Regions from separate parts of the Canis lupus genome. Here region 1 is linked to region 2. Evidence: chromatin contacts called from public Hi-C data. All regions are on one chromosome and are shown on one strand. The core of a region is the stretch at or near the end of the contact, and the rest is flanking DNA. Distances in the headings are between cores, read along the strand shown.

Region 1 (2,842 bases), core at 154-2,653, 110 kb after region 2:
TATATTTCCTCCACTACTGCACATAAATAAGGTATAATGATTAAGAGCTAGTCTCCCGAAATTTAGACTACCTGGGTTTAAGTATCAGCTCCTCTAATCACTAGCTAGCATTTGGACAAATTATTTAATTTCTCTCTGCCTTACTTTTATCTGTAATATGGCGATAATAAGAAATGCCTACTTCCTAGGGTTGTTTTAAAAAAATGTTTGGTTTGTTGTTTTTTTTTTTTTTTTTTTTTGAGAGAGAGAAAGCACGTGCTTCCTAGAGTGAGTGGGAAAGAGGCAGAAGGAGAGAATCTTTCAAGCAGACTCCCCACTCAGCATGGAGCCCCATGCAAAGCTCCATTTCAGGACCCATGAGATCATGACCTGAGCTGAAACCAAGAGCTGGATGCTTAACCAACTGAGCCACCCAGGTGTCCCCCAGCCATTTTCTAATGACATATTTTGTGGATAGCTTTATTTTATACCTATAAATATACTTATTTAACAGTTGCATAGTAATTCACTGTAAGATGTACAATTTAACCAGTTCCTTATTAATGGGCATTTAAGTCATTTCTATTTTTTTTGCTGCCATAAGCAATTTTGCAGTGAATCTGTTCTTATACAAATATTTCTGCATGTGTGAAAGTATTTTCTATCACTAGGACAAATGTCTAGAAGAACGCTGTCAATTAAAAAATCTTGGCAGATATTGCTGAATTGTCTTCCAGAAAGCATAAATCAGTCTACACTCCCACTAAGAATGTATGAGAATACCTGTTACCCTAAAACAAAGATATCAAAACTGTGGATATTTGCCAATCTCCTTAGTAAAAATTCCCTCTGCAGATTGATTGATATTGTGAAGGAAATTTGGAATCTTCAGAGATTTGTAAACAAACACAATACAAAAGCACTAGGACAAAGATTTTCCTGCAGTGCTCTGGGTTAGGAAGGAGGGCCAGATGAGGCTCCACAGAGGAGGTGACCTTTGATTTAGGCCTTGAAGGACAGGATGAGTTCTGCCGTAGAATACCTTGATACTGGTTTGCAGGAAGCCAAATGCTTACCAACTCAGTGTTAACCGAAATGGCAAAATTAAGACCTTTGAGGGGCACCTGGATGACTCAGTGGTTAAGTGTCTGCCTTTGGCTCAGGGTGTGATCCCGGGGTCCTGGGATCAAGTCCTGTATTAGGCTCCCCACAGGGAACCTGCTTCTCCCTCTGCCTGTGTCTCTGCCTCTCATGAATAAATAAAATTAAAAAAAAAAAAAAAGGATATTTGGAAAACTTGTTTTCTGGAAGGCTGGGGCTTTTCGGGGTTACATACAGCAATGCGCTGATGCACAAATATGAATTACATGAGTAAGCAAACCACAGACTCAAGATAGTGGGAAGGACTGGGTCCTGGGGGACCAAATAGGGGTTTTACAATCCACGCCTGGTTTCTTGTACTTCCTGGATGCTGAGCGACATCTAATGGCCAAATGGGAAAAGTCTGTGTTTTCAGTATTTTATTTTCAAGGAAAAGTCATTTGTGGTGACATAAGCACAATTAAAAAGAAGTTTACCTACAGATTTACAGAAAGACGGAAATTTATTTTTCCCCTGTAAACAGAGGTGAAAGCTGAACAAAAATTAATTTTGAGGGGTCTGGTACACTGAAGGATATAGAAGGGAAATGAGATGTTAGAATTGAAAGAAACTTTAGACCAGAATCCAAGCTCTTCATTTTATCAATGAGAAAATTTACTTCCAGAGGGAATGAACAAACCCAAAGCTCTGCAGCTAGTGAATTATTGGTGCTCTGATGTAGTTATTATTTCTGCACAACGAAGAATAGTGAATATTTACCCATCCATTTGTAAAACACAAGATGAAACAGATGCTTTCTTTTTTTTTTAAGATTTTATATATCTTAAAATATTTACCTATTTAATTTATTAATCTCATATGAGAGAGACAGAGAGAAGCAGAGCCATAGACAGAGGAGGAGCCAGCTCCCCTGGCATCTCGACCTGAGCCAAAGGCAAATGCTCAACCACTGAGCCACCCAGGTGGCTGAAAGAGATCCTTTCAATTACACTAATACCTGTTCATTCACAATAAGGGGCATGTATGGAATTTAATGCTATCTATATAGTACCCTGAGATAATGAAGTAGTCAGTTACTGGCCATTAGGCCCTTGCCTAAGGTTACCTGGTTTTTCCGGCCAGTAAGGAACAAAGACAGGGAAGTTCCAATGGACCTCACACTATACTACAAAAAGTTCAGGTAAAGGTGTGACCTCTGTAACCTAAGAGTAACGTCCCTAATTTTTCTCTTTGCCTTATATCTGCCAGTAGGCAAAGTTGGGACAAGAAACCAGGGTCAATCCATATCATTCAATAAATCAACCCCTAAGCACTTACTGACCCCTTGTGCATGTGCACCATCAGAGGGATTTTGGAGGAAACAACACTGTATGAAGCAGAGAACAAGTCACAGTGAACTTACTTCTCCAACCCATTGATCTGACTTGAATCAAGGGCAGCTTAAAGATGGGAAGGAATTTACAGTGATGCAACCACAACCCTGAAAAATAGATTTATTGATTTATCAAATAAACATTTATTGAGCATTTACCACATGCTAGTGCTATGCAGAGATCCAAACTCTCATGGAGCTTTTTTTTTTTTATGATAGTCACAGAGAGAGGGAGAGAGGCAGAGACACAGGCAGAGGGAGAAGCAGGCTCCATGCACCGGGAGCCCGACGTGGGATTCGATTCCGGGTCTCCAGGATCGCGCCCTGGGCCAAAGGCAGGCACCAAACCGCTGCGCCACTCAGGGATCCCCTCATGGAGCTTTTAACCTG
Region 2 (3,002 bases), core at 308-2,807:
TATGAGGTTAGTCTGCGGTAATCATTTCACTGTGTGTTATCAAATCACGTTGTACACCTTAAATATATATAATTTATATTTTTAAAAAGACAAATTGCATTGCATTGTTTAATAGATGTGTAACTTGGTAAAATTACTTAATCCCTCTAAGCTTTGATTTATTCACTTGAAAATAAGATTATTTATTCATAAGGTCATTTATTTATTCATGGAGTTATCATGAGGATGGATCTCCAGCACAGCTCCATACCAGTTTCCTCGAGCTTTGGGATTCCAACAATAAATTCCAAAGCCTGAGAAAAGGAAAAGGAGCTTGCTTCCAAATGGAGAAAGCACGGGGGGGGGGGGGGGGGGGGCGGGGGGGGAAAAGGGGGGGCGGTGTCAGTGCATCCCCCAGTAGGGGTTTACTACCATCTCACTGTGTAGCACGGGGCAGTCACTTAACTTCCCCAAGTCTCACTTCCTCATCTGCAGTGCTCTGTGTGCTGTGCTTGCGCGCAGCACACCTGGGAATCTGGGGAGGCCTCACGGGCTGCGGAGCCTGGCCTTCCTCCACTTCACCTGCCTGCAGCCCGGCCTAGACCCACCTAAGTGCACTGCACTCTGAAAGCGACCCGGGCTGGGCTGTCCTGGGCTGGGTTGCCCCGGGCTGTCCCGTCCCGTCCTGTCCCGTCCTGTCCCGTCCGTCCCGTCCTGTCCGTCCCGTCCTGTCCCGGCCTGTCCCGGGCTGTCCCGTCCCGTCCTGTCCCGTCCTGTCCTGTCCCGTCCGTCCCGTCCTGTCCTGTCCCGGCCTGTCCCGGCCCGTCCCGTCCCTGTCCCGTCCTGTCCCGGGCTGTCCTGTCCCGTCCTGTCCTGTCCTGGGCTGGGCTGTCCCGTCCCGTCCCGTCCCATCCTGTCCCGTCCCGTCCTGTTCCCGGACTGTCCCATCCTGTCCCGGGCTGTGCCGTCCCGTCCTGTCCCGGACTGTCCCATCCTGTCCCGTCCTGTCCTGGGCTGGGCTGTCCCGTCCCGTCCTGTTCCGTCCCGTCCTGTCCCGTCCTGTCCCGTCCCGTCCCGTCCTGTCCCGTCCCGTCCTGTCCCGTCCCGTCCCGTCCTGTCCCGTCCCGTCCTGTCCGGGGCCGTCCCGGGCCGGGCTGGGGCGGGAGCCGGATCTGGCCACGAGATGGCAGCATTCTCGTAACCGAGCGAGCGCGCGCGTGCACCTAGCAACGGCACCCCCGGCGCGAAGAGGGCAACGGGCCGCCCGGTGCGGGTCCCCCTCCGCTCCATCCCTCGGGCGCCCCCGCCCCGCCCCGGGCGCCCCGAAGCGGCAGCTCCTCAGGGCCCGCGCGGCCGAGGGCCGAGGGCCGAGGGCCGGGCCCCGCCGCTCTCGCGAGACCGCCGCCGGAAGTGGGTGGTAGCCGGGACGCCGCGGCCGCGCTCCCCGGAAGGCGAGCTGTTCCCCGGAGCCTCGCAGCCGCCTCGCCCAGGGCGCTCGCCTCCGAGGGAGAGCTCCCGCCGCCGCGCCCTCTCCGGCCCAGCCCTCCCGCCGTCGGCTGCCGGCACCGCACGGCTGCACGGCCGGGCCTGCGGAGCCCCTGCGCCCCGACCCCGCCCTCCGTCCGCGCCGCAGGTAGGCCGCGCCCTGAGGCCCATTCCGCGGCGGCCCCGGCGGGTGATGCCCAACACGGCCATGAAGAAGAAGGTGCTGCTGATGGGGAAGAGCGGGTCGGGGAAGACCAGCATGCGGTCCATTATCTTTGCGAACTATATCGCTCGCGACACCCGGCGCCTGGGGGCCACCATCGATGTGGAGCACTCCCACGTCCGATTCCTGGGCAACCTGGTGCTCAACCTGTGGGACTGCGGCGGTCAGGACACCTTCATGGAGAACTACTTCACCAGCCAGCGAGACAACATCTTCCGTAACGTGGAGGTGCTGATCTACGTGTTTGACGTGGAGAGCCGCGAACTGGAAAAGGACATGCATTATTACCAGTCGTGTCTGGAGGCCATCCTCCAGAACTCTCCGGATGCCAAAATCTTCTGCCTGGTGCACAAAATGGATCTGGTTCAGGAGGATCAGCGTGACCTGATTTTTAAAGAGCGAGAGGAAGACCTGCGGCGTCTGTCTCGCCCCCTGGAATGCGCTTGTTTTCGAACCTCCATCTGGGACGAAACGCTCTACAAAGCCTGGTCCAGTATTGTCTACCAGCTCATTCCCAATGTGCAGCAGCTGGAGATGAACCTCAGGAATTTTGCCCAAATTATTGAGGCCGACGAAGTCCTGCTGTTCGAGAGGGCTACGTTCTTGGTCATTTCCCATTACCAGTGCAAGGAGCAGCGTGATGTCCACCGGTTCGAGAAGATCAGCAACATCATTAAGCAGTTCAAGCTGAGCTGCAGTAAATTAGCCGCTTCTTTCCAGAGCATGGAAGTTCGAAATTCTAACTTCGCGGCCTTCATCGACATCTTCACCTCAAACACGTACGTGATGGTGGTTATGTCTGACCCGTCGATCCCTTCCGCAGCTACTCTGATCAACATTCGCAATGCCAGGAAACACTTTGAGAAGCTGGAGAGAGTGGATGGCCCCAAGCACAGCCTCCTGATGCGTTGAATATTGCCAAATACTCTTTCTGAAGATGCTCAATTGCCTTCCCCACCCCCGCGTTTGTTTGTTTTTTTTTTTTTCAATAATGTCGTGTGCTTAAAAGTGAGCTTTGAAATGTGTGCTGCTTACTACCTTCCATCTTTCTTCCCTACTCCCCCCTCCCCCGACTTTAAACCTATTTACTCAGTTATCCAGTAGAGCTTCAGGATGGCCTTTCTGAAAAGTTGGTATGGTGTAACACTAAAGTAGGTGGTGTGTGTGTGTGTGTATGTGTGTGTGTGTGTGTTCTGATGACCTGGTTATAATAGATATACACATTAAAGCCTTTACAGTCTCTTCCTGTATTCCTTACAAGATTGCAAAGATGGAATGTTACTATTTTATCAGCAAGGTATTAAAATGCATTTAT

What was found. Hi-C and Micro-C count contacts between places; a contact is called where the count stands out from the background.
Region 1: a contact with region 2 is called in a Hi-C map of blood, with 4 times the contacts expected there. The contact joins the enhancer-like site here to the promoter of RRAGA in region 2. A contact is called at or near these places in 4 of 9 Hi-C or Micro-C datasets (blood and liver).

What each region holds. Positions count from the first base shown.
Region 1 is chr11:39,049,773-39,052,614 of UU_Cfam_GSD_1.0, forward strand. No RefSeq gene overlaps it. Among named protein-coding and RNA genes, the nearest start is that of PLIN2, 34 kb to the left of the region's middle. Within about 2 kb of position 1,404, at least 3 of the 20 cell types and tissues checked have an H3K27ac peak or open chromatin away from gene starts, as enhancers often do. A contact at or near this core is called in blood, where this site is marked.
Region 2 is chr11:38,943,885-38,946,886 of UU_Cfam_GSD_1.0, forward strand. It overlaps RRAGA (ras-related GTP-binding protein A), which reads left to right and starts at 1,558. Exons shown (of 1, transcript XM_038552491.1): 1 at 1,558-3,002. The coding sequence starts at 1,658. The coding sequence ends at 2,599.